Regions from separate parts of the Rattus norvegicus genome. Here regions 2 and 3 are each linked to region 1. Evidence: chromatin contacts called from public Hi-C data. All regions are on one chromosome and are shown on one strand. Each heading gives the region's core, a stretch centred on a gene start, on an enhancer-like site or on the middle of the called end of the contact. The rest is flanking DNA. Distances are from core to core; before and after follow the strand shown. Region 1 holds the start of Ephb3 (Eph receptor B3). Region 2 has its middle 21 kb from the start of Vps8. Region 3 has its middle 91 kb from the start of Vps8.

The links. A called contact is a pair of places that touch in the nucleus more often than the background predicts.
Region 2: a contact with region 1 is called in a Hi-C map of the A7r5 cell line, with 6 times the contacts expected there. The contact joins the enhancer-like site here to the promoter of Ephb3 in region 1. A contact is called at or near these places in 12 of 12 Hi-C or Micro-C datasets (the A7r5 cell line, the Rat2 cell line, Schwann cells and 7 more) and 1 of 1 datasets of contacts at active chromatin or transcription factors (oligodendrocytes).
Region 3: a contact with region 1 is called in a Hi-C map of Schwann cells, with 6 times the contacts expected there. The contact joins the enhancer-like site here to the promoter of Ephb3 in region 1. A contact is called at or near these places in 10 of 12 Hi-C or Micro-C datasets (the A7r5 cell line, the Rat2 cell line, Schwann cells and 6 more) and 1 of 1 datasets of contacts at active chromatin or transcription factors (oligodendrocytes).

The regions. Positions count from the first base shown.
Region 1 is chr11:93,360,896-93,365,839 of GRCr8, reverse strand. Ephb3 (Eph receptor B3) reads left to right here and starts at 2,065. Exons shown (of 16, transcript NM_001414988.1): 1 at 2,065-2,545. The coding sequence starts at 2,452.
Region 2 is chr11:93,157,376-93,162,319 of GRCr8, reverse strand. No RefSeq gene overlaps it. Among named protein-coding and RNA genes, the nearest start is that of Vps8, 21 kb to the right of the region's middle. Within about 2 kb of position 2,074, at least 2 of the 93 cell types and tissues checked have an H3K27ac peak or open chromatin away from gene starts, as enhancers often do. A contact at or near this core is called in the A7r5 cell line, where this site is marked.
Region 3 is chr11:93,227,459-93,232,402 of GRCr8, reverse strand. No RefSeq gene overlaps it. Among named protein-coding and RNA genes, the nearest start is that of Vps8, 91 kb to the right of the region's middle. Within about 2 kb of position 2,607, at least 88 of the 93 cell types and tissues checked have an H3K27ac peak or open chromatin away from gene starts, as enhancers often do. A contact at or near this core is called in the A7r5 cell line, Schwann cells, hepatocytes and 3 more, where this site is marked.

The DNA of each region.
Region 1 (4,944 bases), core at 816-3,315:
AGATCTGCCTTACAATAAGCAAGGCTTTAATTGGGATGTGTTACCCCGACACCAGGCCACCTGCTGAAAATCACAATGACCAACACCAACGAGCTCTCCAGGGCCCAGGCCGAGAGGGCTATAGGACAAGCAGTCCCCTCTCTCCACCTTGGGATCTCCAGCCCCACAACTGAGAATTGGATAAGAGGCCTTGTGTGGACTAGAGCTCTCTGTAAGCTTTTAGAACTTAAAAGGTCAGAGCCTCTGAGTAAGGAAACCCCCACTCCAGTTCCACGCATCCACACCCACCTCATCCCTGCCCAAGGAGACAAAGCTCTTTCAAAGCAATAACCTTAGGCTCTGGACTCATGACCTCACCCCAACCCGCTGGAGTCTTAGGGTGCTTCATGGTCAGAGGAGCAAGTCTGTCTGTCCATTATGCTTCTGAGACCATCTTGAACCTGACTCTCATTCTTTGGCTCTGAGGGACCATGGAGTGATGGTCACCCACTTATGCCAGTGAGAGGATGCATGGTGGTCATGTCTTTAGGACTCAGTACACATCAGGACCACCTACTTGTTAGAATACAGAATCCTGAGCTCCACGTTGCAAATACTCTGAAGCCTAACACTGGAGGTGGGAAAGAATGGCTCAAGGTTCTGAATGGCCACCAAGGTGCTCCTCAGTTCTTTGACGAAGCAAAGTGAGTGTCTGTAACTACACAGTCCTGGGTTCGGCTCCTATAACTTGGGGCCAGCTGCCAAGCCTTTGTGGACACCAGTTTGTCTATGTATTCTCTTTTGCTTTCTCTCTTCAGTAAAATGCGGCTATAACAACACCTACCTTGAATAAGCGTGAGGTATTGTTTCAGGGTGTTTATTGCACCTTGTAAATGTTCAAGAAGCAAACCGGCAGAAGTCCGTCTCACCTGGAGGCTCTCTTTGATGTTTCCGACCACTGCACCTCTCTCAGTCACCTAGTCACAAATACACTTGTCCTTGTTGGCTCCTCCTTATAGCCATCGCCCTGGTCTAAGCTACCACCCTCCCCTCCACTACATGGCCCCTTCACTAGCCCACAAGATTCTACCACTGTCTTGGCCTGTCATCCTCCCCAGGACAGACATGCCAATCTGATAAGGCAGCGTCCGGTTTCAAGAGGAAGGCTACATTGTGAGTCCAAAACCGGATCCTCCGGACCCCTCCTCATCTACTTCTCGGCCCGTTCTTTTCTCTCAGCTCTGACTCTGCACTCAAGCTATTCCGAACTTTCAGATTCTTCAATTCTAGGTCTTAACACAAAAGTTCTCTGCCCGGAGCACTGCCTCCCATCCCCAATACACTATTATTCATCCATCTTTTATATTGTCACTTAGATGCTGTTTCCTTAGACCTAACATTGTGCTTCGAAAAACTAGGTTCTTTCCCGGCGGGAATGCTTGTTAGCCCCGATGTGAGTTTTAAACCCACCTCCACACATGGCTCCAGGATAATGCAAGCTTCTCTGCTCTAGCCATTGTGGGTGCCCAAAAATATTTTCTAACAAATGATCACAACCAAATAGAAGAATAAATAAACCCTTGAGAGTCCCTTGAAGTGGACTCTGTCAGAGTGGGTAATCCCCACCCTCTACATCCCTTTTCCTACTCCCTGAGGCCTATGCTGGTTCTGAATGTACTTGGGAGAGAAAAAAAAGCATCTTGACAGAATCCCATGGGTCTGCTAACCACGGGGGGGCGCCCCCAGCTCGTTCTATCTGGTTATCACCGGCTAGGACTCGAGCTGGTTACTAATCGCCAATAGGAGAAAGGGGCGGGATTACCCGACTGATGGACAATGTGGCTCCGCCCAATCTAATTCATCTTTTCAGTGGCTCCTCCTGCTCCAAGCCCCAAGACGCCGAGGGTGGGCTCGGTGGAAGAGCGGCCAACTGAACTCCAGCAGAGTGCTCTCGCAGCAGAACCAGCTGGCTGGGCGGTCTGTGAGTGGGCGGCGGGTCTCTGGAGGTGTGGCCTGAATGTTGACAGGCAGGCAGGTAGCCCCACCCCTCTCGCCCAGAGCCGCCGCTCCACGGCGAGGACCAGCAGAAGTGAGTACGTGAGCGGAGCAGTCTGATACCGGCTCCTACCCCGGACGGCGCGCTCACCGGGAGCCCGGGATCCGAGCTCGGCCTCAGTGGACTGTGCCCCGAGAACCGCGACCATCTGCGCCCTCTGCCTCCCGAGTCATCGGGCATCAAGCCACCCAGCGCCCCGGATCCTCCTGGACCGGTCCGTCCAGATTCCCGCGGGAACGACCTGCCGGCATCTACCCTGAGTACCGGGTTGGGCGACACCTCAGATACAGAGCCGCCCGTCTGCTTTGCGCCCCCTCCCTGCCGGGATCTCTTGGACTGTGCGCGAGCCTTCTTCCTCAGGCGCCCCCAGCCCCGCCGGCGCGGCCCGGCTCGGCGCCCCCCGAGCGCTCCGGGCTATGGCCGGAGCCCGCCCGCCGCCGGGGCTTCTGCCGCTGCTCGCTCCGCTGCTGCTGCCGCTGCTGCTGCCCGCCGGCTGCCGGGCGCTGGAAGGTGAGCGGCGTCGGGGTCCCGCGCGCTACCGGGGAGTCCCGCAGTATGGGGCCGCGGGCTGAGCACACGTCCAAGAAGGCTCTAGGCTCGAGCCGGCTCCGCAGCCCTCTTTAGGGGAACTGCTGGCATCTGGACTCGGCACCGACTCCCGAAAGCTGCAGTTCGGCCGTGGGTTTTTGGTAGGAATAGCCTACAGTCAAAGCAGAGAAGCGAGACCCCTCGGGGTTTCGCACCTCTGGAAGGCGAGGAAATGTGGGCGACCCAGCATCAAGGCGGGGGCTGCGGGACTGGGCGCTTGGGCGGGTGAAGCAGAACTCTTCGGGTTGGGGGGCTGCACTGGTTGAGAACCCGTTGTAGTTAACAGTAAGCGTGATTGTGTGCACCCCGCTTTGTCAGGGGATGGCTGCGGGGGTGGAGAGGCAGGGGGCCTGTCATTGTTTATGGTTTCTCAAGTGCCAGCAACACAAGAGGTGTGTGTGTCTGTTGTAAACCTCCTCGGACCCACCCCACCCCCACCTCCAGCAGGACCTTCGGAGGGCTTAGGTTTCCGTTGAACCTCACAAAACAGGGATTTGCCCGGGTAGCACCTGAGCCGAGTGGCTACTAGTCATCAGCGGCGGGAAGAGGTCAGCCTTGTCTGTGGGCTCTGTGAAACCTACTAAGACTGCTACTGAGGAGAAATTGAACTTGGACAAACAAACAGCCGGGAGTGTGGCTGGCCCAGACAAGAGAGCCCACACTTACGCCACTTGACATGAACTCACAGGGAACACCAGCACAGGTCACTAACACAGTCTAGAGGCACATACAGCCCCCCCCCCCCGCATTAGAAAAATTGTAAACCCATTAAGTCAGGGGTGAAAACCTTCCTTAATGTGGAGGGAGGGCAGCAAAGAATTTGAAGGAAAATCGGAATACAGGCAGTACTTAATGTGTGGTGGATTGGTCAGATCCAGACACTTTTTTAGCTGAGGAACAAAACATGGACCCTATGCAGTCGGGTTCCTTCCATACATTCACAGTGTAAACGTAAAGGAAGAAAAAAAAATCTCTAAAACAGTTCAGAGAGGTTTCTGGTCTTTGGAATTTTGGTGCCCACTGTGCTGACAGATTTATTCACATGGGTGGACACATGCAAATTTAGACAGACACACAGAGGTTGCACCCACACTTAGAGACACTCACCCACTCACCCACATGTGTGTGATAGGATCTCAGGCGTGAGAAAGCAGCGTAGGGCTTTGTTGTTGGTTGCCTGAAGGGTGCGAGCCAGGGAGCCTATTGAGTTCCCAGGTCTGTGACTATCTTAGCTCAGGAGAGGCAACGTGGGCACATGCACTCTGGGACATACACTTAACTGTGTGTCACCTGTGTGTATCGGGTCCTATGGCCCCTTTTGTGGGATGTGGTAGGTAATAGAGCAGAGAAGGGAGTGGTAGAGGTGTGTGGTTTGGGGGACATGAGCTAAGTGTACCTGAGAAGGATCTTCCCTTCCTCCTTTTCATCCCCCACAATCCTCAGATCCTTTGAGGCGGGCCCTAGCTAATAGTGTCTGGCCCAAGGAGCTGATGGTGACTGAAAGGCCCTTGTGATCAGCTATGAATGGGAGTCAGAACTAGCGCCAGTGAGGGTGTCTCTGGGAAGTAGCAGGGCCTGCAAATGTGGATTTTATCATTGACCTCCGTGCTTTCTATTCCTCTGCTCTAACATGGAAATGGTACCAACAGAGATTGAATTGTTACTATGTGTAAAGGACTTAGCACAGTGTTGCCGTTTAAGGATTAATTGTTACTCTTTGTCAACCTAGGGTCTGCTCTTTGGGGAGCAAGAAGTGTCCTTACCCTGCTGGAGGGACTGAAAGGAAGGAATGATGGGAGGAAAGGCTGGCCTGGAAAGTTGGGGCTTATCTCCCTGCAGCTCCAAGGGGGAAAGAGATAGAGAGCAGGGTCCTGCCTACATCCCAGCTGTCTTTCTGGGAGTCCGGGATGGGTGGACTTCAGGTCTGGGAGACTGTGTCCAGAGAACAGGGCTCTTTGGTTCCTTAGTATTGGTGGTCTGTCACCAACTCTCAACACTTTTCAAGTGGTTTGCCCTGTATTTTGGCTCGTGTGTAGACTGGAGTCCCCGAGCTGTGAGTGCCACCCTTGTGTACCCACAAACTGCCTGACACTGGTTCCTGTTCATTCTCTTCCCAGTTTCCCATTCGGATGGGATCAGGATGTTACTAGTCCTCCCTAGTTGAAAAATTGCCACACACACACACACACACACACACACACACACACATACACACACACACACACTACCCTGGATCCATGGGGCCACCTCATCGCTAACTCTATTTTCCTTTAAGAACTTTTCTCTAGTTCCCACTAGAGCAGATCAGTGGGGAAAAGAGG
Region 2 (4,944 bases), core at 825-3,324, 200 kb after region 1:
CAGCTTCTGGGCCACCTTGAAACAATGATGCAGGCCAGCCCCTGCTGAAAGCTTTTTCAGAAATTAGGTTTAATTGCTTGTGTGTGTGGTTGTTTTTGCTCCTTGGTTGCATGTGTGAAGGTCGGAAGGCAACTTGCAGGAGTCAGTTCTCTCCTTCCACCATGTGTGTCTGGGATGGAGGGTAGGCTGGCTGGCTGGCTGGCTTGGCAGCCGGTGCCTTCACCTACTTAGCCATCTCACCAGCCCCAGATATTCACTTGGTTAATTGGAGTCGGTATTTACAAGCTGGCATTTAAAGGCTGGCCTTCTGGTCCAGTTACCGTGGGTGAGGCAGAGAAGGACACCCGGCATCTTGTTTTAAGCGCAGTCATTGGTGTCTGAACAGCTATGGGAGTGGCTCAATGAGGGACAAGGCCCTGTGTGAGGGGGCTTGGGTGACAATGGAGCCCGCACATGCTCAGGGTTTGCTCAGCTGCAGACTCAGGCTTCTCCATCACTCCTCCCCCTAGCAGAAACACATTCGTGAGTGTTTGGGGGTACAGGCAAAGGAAGCATTGCTCTCCACTGTCACCCCAGCAGCCTAAGAAGCATCCCAAGATTCAGACCAAACCAGTATCGTGGCTTCAGTGTTGAACAGAAGCTCAGGAGTAGTAGTTTATGAAGCAAGAGATTGTTTATTAAAGATGCTTCAATACAGGCTTAAGCACAAGTAGTGGGAGGAAATAGGGCACTCGGAAGTAAACCACACCCAAGAGTGGTCCAAGCATGGCCATGGCCCCTCCAGAGAGAGGCCCGGCTCGTTGTTTTTATAGCAGTCATATGTAGGATTTTGGTGGTTGTTAAAATGACTAGTCTATGGGGCGCTTAAGGGGCACCTCACAGGCTCAAATAAATAGGGTAAAATCGAGCCCAAAGGGGCCGAGGAGGTAGAATATGTTTAAGCGGGTTTTGTCTGAGGAAATGAAATGATTCCTACAAAAGATCATAGACATCCTTGTGCCTTAACCCCGGGGCATTGCTATTTTGATACAAAGTATCTATACTTGAAAGGAATGCTACAGAGGCAGCCTTCACTGAAAATGTTGCAACTATGCAGGAGTTCTCGCTGCTCAGCTAGAGAGACACTGGGATGTGAGCTCCCCTCCTTTCTCTGGGCCTCATGATTTCTGTGTCTTTTTGTCTGGCCTCAGGTTCTATTATTCCCATTTTACAGAGGAGCAAATTGAGGCCCAGAAGGCTTACAAATGGAACTCTGACTCAGGTAGCTAGGAAAACTGGATGCCACTGCACTCTGACTGTCCTTGTAGAATGGTAAAGGATAAAGAAACATCCCCTGAAAGGAGGCAGAAGGAAAAGCACAGAATGTGAGACCCCAGGCAAGGCCCGGGAACAACAACACCTCAGTACCTCCGGGTTTCACAGGAACAGAATGACAGCCAGACATCAAGGAAACTGAGCTTGGAGACGTGGGCAGGCAGGGGCCCAGACTCCACGGGTCTTACAGTAGCTTCATGCTCTTTACATGGACATCACTTAAAGATTTTTTTTTTTAAACCGGAGCTGAGGACCGAACCCAGGGCCTTGTGCTTGCTAGGCAAGCGCTCTACCACTGAGCTAAATCCCCAACCCCTCACTTAAAGATTTTAACAGAAAGTCTCCAAGTCCCTTTCAGGTTACTCTGACCACAGTAGTGATCGGAAGTTTCAGGGGACGGAGTGATCGGGTAAGAGAGGGGTGAGAAGCTACTCTACAGTACACCGGTGAGGTAATGCATACGACTTAGAAGGCTTAGTGTTAAAGTGCAGACAGGAGGGAGTGGTTGAAGACGGATGGGAACAACGGGCTAGCATGGGTAAGCTTGTTCCGCAGTGAAGTCAAGGAACCCGGAAGTACATTTTTGGACTGAAGGATACCTGAGAGGTTCCCAGTCCACAGAGAGCAGCAGGCAATTGGATGTGCAGATCCAGACAGGCTGTTGGCCACAGTTCCATCTCCTCTCTCCTGCTCAGCAGACAGTCCGTCACTGGGAGCACAATGGCAGGAAACATTAGCTGGTGGAACTGGAGTTGGCAAGGTAGAGTGTGATTAATGCAGAAGACATGAGGTCCGTATCGGATGGCAGTAACCCCAGACTCTGGTCGGCTCGGCAGAGAGCAATCAAAGAGGGTGGCAGAAGGGTGATAATGGATGTTCGGAATCTCCACTCCACCCGGAGGTGGGAAATTTATGTGATCCGAGGAGATGAAAATTCAATAAAGACACAGGTAACTCTTATTTAGTGCCAACCTTCAACTGGACACAACCGAACATCTCAGGGATTTTCTCCGTCCGCGGATTTGTGGAGCACATGTTGTGTGCTTGCAGCCTCTATGTGGTCTAGGACTACAGCAGTGACCAAAAGAAGCATTCCTGTCCCTGAGGTGCTACTCCTGATGCCAGGCTAAAAACATGACAATCGGACAAAAGAAAGAAAACATCTCCTATCCTGGCATTCCCATTCGAGGCATAAATAGGAAACCTCTGAGGGCCAAGACAGCCTTTGTCCAGTGTGTGTTTTTGCAAGTAGACTTGGGGCTCCTCTTGCTTGGTCAAGTTTCCCTCTCGTGCAGCTTCTGGAGGCCTTTTATCCAACTGAGAAAATTAAGATAAGGGAGGCAGGTGACATAGGGGAGGAGCGAAGCAATCAAAACAGGGTAGCCCGAGTACGACATTTGAATAAAGACTTGGAAGGGTTAAGTAAGCAAGCTTTATGGCAACTTGAGGGCAGATTTCCAGGCAGATGCCAAGGGTTAAGACAAGAGTATGCCCGGTGCATATGAAGGACAATGAGGAGGGCAGAGTAGCTGGCACAGGACGGGGCACAGACTGTGCCTCGTGGACCATCGCAAAGACGGGCTTACACTCTAAGTGAGACAAGAGGCCTTTGGAGAATTTTGATCGGGAGTGACATGATTACATTTAATTTTTCATGAGCTCCTTCCTACTGGATTGAAAATGTAGTCTGGGAGGGAAGAGCAGAAGCAGAAGCAGAGGATGAGGCGAGTGACGACCAAGCTAGCCCAGCCCAGCAGCAGCAGCAGCAGCAGCTCAGGCGAGGGAGCTGGCAGTGTAGGTGAACTGTGCTCAGGTTTGGGATAGCATGCTCAAAGTCAGCAGAAGCGATGAATGGCTTGGATGTGTAGACAGGGGAAAGGATGACTCTGTGGTTTCTGACTTGAGTCATAGACGAATGGAGGTGCCATTTACTGAGAAAGGAAAAGCATGGGAGAAAAGAAGGCTGAGTATTCGGTCCCCACTTGTAATTTAAGCAGCTACTTATAGATGTGCTGATGGCCCTGGGACAGACTGAGCATTGCAGCAACCTCAAGTTATGGAAGTCACAACTGGGCCTCAAATCTTTCACCAATCTGACTTGAGCACCCACGCTCCCCAAATTCCATTGCATTGTCTCAGGGAATTCTTCCTCCATCAAGGAACCAGATGGCAGCTAAGCTGTGGGACTCCCTGTCCTAGCTGTGGGGTGGTGGGAACTGGCTTGTTCAGGACCGGGAGGCAGGCAGACTGGCTCTAGGAGAGTGGAAAGAAAAGGGTGAGCCTCACGTTCAAATCTTCCTTTCACAGCCACTAACAGATAAATCACTCCTTTCCTCATAGAGCTGGAGAGACAGACAGACACATAGACAGATGGATGGACAGACGGACGGATGGATGGACAGACAGACATGCTAGCTGGGGCTCCTTTCCTTCACCAGCACTGGCCTGTGGCACTCATTTATGTAACCCACCAAGTTCTGGGTCTCGGAGTTTGCAACTCAGTTTCAAAGGACTTTGACTCTTATTCCAAAGGGATCTAGGAACCTCCCATCCCATCTGATGGGATGAAAGCAAAATGCAGGACGAGGAAGAGGGGAAAACAGTAGGGGGCCATTTGGTCGAGAGCAATCAATACCTCATGAGGCAGATAATAGGAAAGTCATTGTGGTGGGCACTGGGCTTAACAGGTTTGAAATTTAAAAAAGAGGAGTTAACTCTTCTTTTGCTATTTATTTATTGGTCTTTCTGAGACAAGGTTTCTCGGTGTACCCCTGGCTGTTCTGGAACTCGTTATGTAGACCAGGCTGGCCTCAAACACAGAGATCTGCCTGCCTCTGCCTCCTGACTTCTGGGGTTAAAGTCATGTGCCACCACTGCTAGGAGAGTCACCTCTTCTAGTACGGTCTGTCAGGTTTGCTGCAAAGAGGAAAACAGACAAACTGAATCTTAGCTACAGCTTTGCCCCTTGTCCCCTGTGCATCTCTGGCAAGTTACTTAGTTACTTTGAGCCTTGTTTTTCCCCAGCCGTAATACAGAAATCACAGGAGGTAATTCGTTATGAGCAGGGAAGGGAGAGAAGTGTTTCAGCATGTTTATCAGGGGAGGGCCCTCGGAGGGAGGAGAATTATTGGAACGAATGGTGTAGGAAAACCACATGTGAGTGAAGCTTGGTTCTGAAAGCATCAGACAATGGAGGTGCCACGAATTTCAAGGTGGCTGTGGCTTCTGCTATCCCGGCACTTCTACCAATGCCATAAAACATCCGGAGCTGCACGAGGACTTAGATGGGCTGCTTTTCTAGTCCAACTTTCCAAGAGGGAAGGTGGGGGAGAGAAGATAGAGGGAGGAAAAGGGTAGGAGGGAAAGACAGAAAGGGGAGAGAGGTGGTAGCTGAGAAAGGCAGTAAGCCAGCAAGTGATGGCGGCTGGGTGTAGGTCAGCACACAGGGAATGCAATCCCTTCTTCCTGCACACAGCACCACACTGACCTAGAATGGAGCCTTCGTGAGCAGCCTGGTTCCAGCCTCTCCCCTCCCTGCCTCTCTCCCCCACCCTTCCCTGCCCCACTGCTCCCCTCCCTCGGCTGTTCCCAGCCTGCAATTCATCACAGCTCTGTGTTCATGCCCTTTGT
Region 3 (4,944 bases), core at 1,358-3,857, 130 kb after region 1:
CTAGAAATGGGAGACTGAGGAAACATGGCCTACAAGAGTAAAGCTAAGTCTGAGCAGACGACGTATTTTATGTGTAGCCAACACTCTGAGAGCCCTGAAAGTATCCAGAGCTGGGATCAAAGTTCAAACACCCCAACCTTAGGTCGCCTGCTTTTGTATTTCTGTGGGCCAATGTCTTATTGTGATGACCTTAGCTACAGAGTCTTATTTGTATTTGCAGTGTTTGAAGAAAGATGAGTCCGTGACACACACCTCGAGACTGGAAAGAGCTCTAAGAACAGCTACAATAATACAGAGTGTAAACTCTTGACTCAGTAAGACTTCAACTCTAATCCCGCTCTGTCTGGCTGCGACAGCTCTGTAGTCGTTGCACTCGTTGGCTCAGTATGGAAGATCCTATCTTCCCTCTAAGATGGTAAAACATGAAGAGCTGGCTCATTTGGGGCATTGAGTAAGTGGCATCACCGTCATTAGTATATCTAAAATGTAGATACTTAGTAATACTTTGCGGTGTGCTTGTAAAAAGCCGTGGAAAGTGCCTTTGGCTTGTAACAAATGCTTAATGAGTGTCTTGTCTCCACCATGTCTTTACATGTGTGACCCTGAACAAAGCAGTTTTTTGTCACCAGTAAAATTCGGTGATCTCTACCTCACTCCTTTAAAGACGGAGCCTTAACTGAATGAAGGTAATTACTCGAGACTTACTTGTTCTTGGAGAGGTGATAACCGAGATCACACACAATGTACTCAGTCAAGAATGAGGATGGTACTCGAATGAAACACCCTTGTATGGGTGGAAGAGACCTGGGTTCTGTCTTGATACTTGAGAGCAAAATGACTGGGACAAAATCAAGTAATCCGATCCTCGAGGCTCACACTTCTGACCGCTGCCTCCGAGAAGGTATTGCTCTTTAAAGGCAAAAGTATTATTCCCATTTTAATTAACTCGATACCCATAAGGTCATCTCCACATGAATTACAATCTACCCAGGGGCCATTTTTAATCATCTTTGTTCTGATTTCTTGGACCTGAATCATTGAATCCCTGAACTGCTGTCCTAAAATATGTTCCTTGACAACCTTACCATACCCAAGAGATACAATCTGAATATAAAGGTTGCAGAAAAAGTCGTTGATAAATCGAAAACAGCCTTCCTATTATGGCCGCTCTAAGGACGCGGCTCCCTAATGCCCATCTCTAGTGAGTTCCACTCCTTTCAGGGCCCCTGTTAGCAATTTCTAGACTATTTATTCCCAGAGTGAAAGTTAGTGGTCTATACTACAGAAGCCATGAGCTAATCTCCATGGGCACTGAGAATATGAGGGTATCTACAAGTCTCCACTAAGTAGGAAAGCAGTAGACTGAACCACAGAACACACACACTGGATTTCCTGGTTCAAGGGACGGATCTTGAAGTGGAGCTCCCTGGTGGGAAGATGTGTTTCCACTTCCTATCTCAGGCACTATTTGGCTTCTGAAGGCGTTGATAGAAGAGGGACTCTTATAGGGGTCAAGAGAAGGAAGGGAGGGAGGGCCAAACTGATCATGGTCACAATCATTGTGCACTCGAACATACTCCTGTAGACTAAGAGTTCCCAATGAGGATTATGTGACTGAAAATGACCAGCGTTCTTACGTTTTTAGTACCACTCCCAACTCCTCCGTCTCTTTATTCCTTCCCCTCGGTTCCCCCAAAGCTGAGGGGATTAAAGGTAACCTTAAGCAAGCCTCATTCAACCACCTCAGCTAGATCATATATCCCTTTTGTGACATTTCATTCTCTGTACTGTAATTTCCGGTTTATTTACTATTCCCATGAATAGTAATAGGATGAAGAGGATGTATTCTACTCCCAAATGTCTTTAACTGTGCAACACAAAATGTAAGATGCTTGACACGTTTATTAAGTGTACGGGAGTATGCTTCTCATTCATTGCATTTTAACTTTTTCTAGAGCACTATAATATAGGCAAACAGAGGTACATACTGGGCTTTTATTTTTTATTTATTTATTTTTTTGGTTCTTTTTTTCGGAGCTGGGGACCGAACCCAGGGCCGTGTGCTTCCTAGGCAAGCACTCTACCACTGAGCTAAATCCCCAACTGGACTTTTATTTTTATTTTTTTAATAAAACACAAAAAATGTCAGAGGCTTGGCATCAAATACGCTTTACACACACACATGAACACGCACACACACCGAGCACACATACATGCACACATGCACACGCACACATGCACACACACGCACACACACCTGATCAACCTGCTGAGTCCCTTCGTGCCTATCAAGGATACAATGCTGCACAATGCATTCAGAACCACAGATTAAAATACAAAGTTTTACGGCCCGTTTTACAAAATCAGCAAAACTGCAACAAAATTCTATAGGAAAAAGAACTATCTCACTTACAAATAGCAGTTTAATTAATGTATTAGAAGTAACAAAACCTAACAATAGATATGATCTAAAAACTGAAGTTTCACAATTTTCTCAGAAATGGCATTACTTAAAACTCAAAGACATTAGCTACCGAGCCCACGAGGCCCTCAATGGCAACTCCCCCCCTCCCCCTCACCAGAAGTGGAGGGTGGCCAGAGCGTGGGCGCTATGTTGCCTCGGCTCTGGCTCTTATGGCTCCGGACAATTCAGCGGTTCATTCTTCTGAAGCCTAGACAAGAACCCCACTTCTGCCATCTTGGTGATTTTCCAGGTTGCTTTGGGAAGTACAAGAGAATTCATATTCCGATGGTTTGGTGCGAGGCACCTGTCTGCAACTAAGGCATCGCTGATGAACAGAACCTTCCATAATAAGCCTTTTTGGGTACCCAAAGTAGGTTCTTCGATGGAAGCACCCCACAAGAGACCTGATCTGGGACCATCTCTCTTCCTAGATCCTCCTGCGATCCCTCAAGAGTTTTAACCTGTTGGTTAGGGTGTGTGGTGCTTAAGTTGCAGCTGTGAAATTTCAGCTGGAAAGCAAAACGTACCGCGATGTACTGCGGCCCTTGAGGTGATCTTCCGGTGCAAACCCTTTAAGTCTCCGATAACACGGTTCACCATCTCAGACCCTGCGGTGAGGCCCTTCTTCCCGTCCTTCACCAGCAGAAACTGCACTGAGCCGGCGGCAGTTCTATCAGATGGCATTGGGAGGCGGCCAGGACCTGGGCTCACCTTCCGGCTCGCCCTCGGCAGGAGGCGACAGGGCTGTCTCACTCTCAGGATTCGGTCCCATGCCTTCGGGCAGACGGTGCCCCACATGCCACCCCAGAGACTGCGCGAACAGGCCAGGGAAGACGGCGACAGGAGCATCAAGAGGTCCGGGCGAGGCCCACAACCGCCCACGGCCGCGCAGCCGCAGTCAGGGTTCGCCACTTCCGGTTTGCTCGGCCAAGATGGCGGTGGGGGTGCGGCTCGCAGCCCTTCCGCTTCCTCCCAGGCTGGCGGCGTGCAACGGCTCCTGCAGGTGCAGGCGCCGTGGGGAGTGTGTGCGTGTGCCTGGGGTAAACGCTGCAAGCAGCCATTCCGGGTGGGAAAGCTCCTCTGTGCAAGAAATAGCACAGAACCGAGTTCGGGCACATTGTTTCAGTAAGTGCTTGTGTCAGACGTAGAGGCTTAAGTGCCGCCTGACCAGAGACAAGGCTGGGATGGTGAATTAGAGAAGGGCTCCTACAGGATACTAGGAAAAATAAAACTTATCTGGACACATGAGGAAAGACTGCAGTCTTTGTCTGCGGCCTCGGGGGCATGTGGAGAGGATGCTTATTACAGTACGGAACAGGTTCTTGCAGTCAGTCTGAAATGCTATTCAGTGGTTAATTGCAAGGTGAGGACAGCACATTGTGCCGTGATAAGAGATGCACTGAGGGAGCACATACCACGCATGCACGAGCCGGTAGTGACTGGCTGGAGGGAAGAAAATATTATCCCCCCAATCAAAATTACTCTCATACCCCCTTTTAACCCCTTCTGCCTCGCACTTCATATCCCTCCTCCTCCCCACTCTGAAATTCCTCTCCTACCGATATCCCCCAACAGGGATTAACTTAAAGGTGACCTTTCAAAAAGTCTTCCTTGGAGGTCATGCATAGAATGTATATACTGTTATTTCTGAATCACCACAGCAATTCTGTTTACTTAACATCCAAGAGCTCGATATTTACTGTTATTTCTGAATGACCACAGCAATTCTGTTTATTTACCATCCCTTTGCTAGGCTTTGTTGTAAAAGCATTTTCTCCTACATCTGATTCTCACGTACATTTTACAAATGGTTGAATTCTTCCTGTGGCGTTTGCTATTTTCCAACTACATAATGTTGGACAAGTTAACTAAAACTTTTTGCCCTTTAGTTACAGTATTGATAAAAAAAAATTGGATATAATAGCAGGAGCATCATTGTGGAGCTTAATTAATGCACATGTACATTTAACCTTGTGCTTGGCACACACTGAGTATCCAGCACTTTAACTATTAATCACTGATACAGCTCCCCGCTGAATGAATGTCCCCATTTTAAAGGTGAGGTAACACAGAGGCGTTAAATAACTTGCTAAACATTGCACAGCTGAGATTTTAGAGACCACACTCTTTACTGAATTGATAGACGCACTGATGTATACTTTGCTTTGTATTAGGGTTATTTTTCGGTTTTTCCCTCTTCTTTCCCTAAGAGAACATCATAAAGGAGGGGTGAATTTACTTCTGAAGTCTCTCAGAGCTCACAGTCCACATCTAACGAACAGTTGATGGAAGGCTCCCCCTTCCACCTTAGGAAATAACAGTTACTTATTTAAAGTAGACAGCCAATCTTTCCTAGGCTTAAATATGACGTGTTTCTTCTAAAAATTTTTCAGAAATCCATCCATGGTGGCTTATGCCTGTAATCCCAGCATACGAGGCAGGAGGATTAAGAATTCAAATCTAGCCTGGGCTACTTAGCG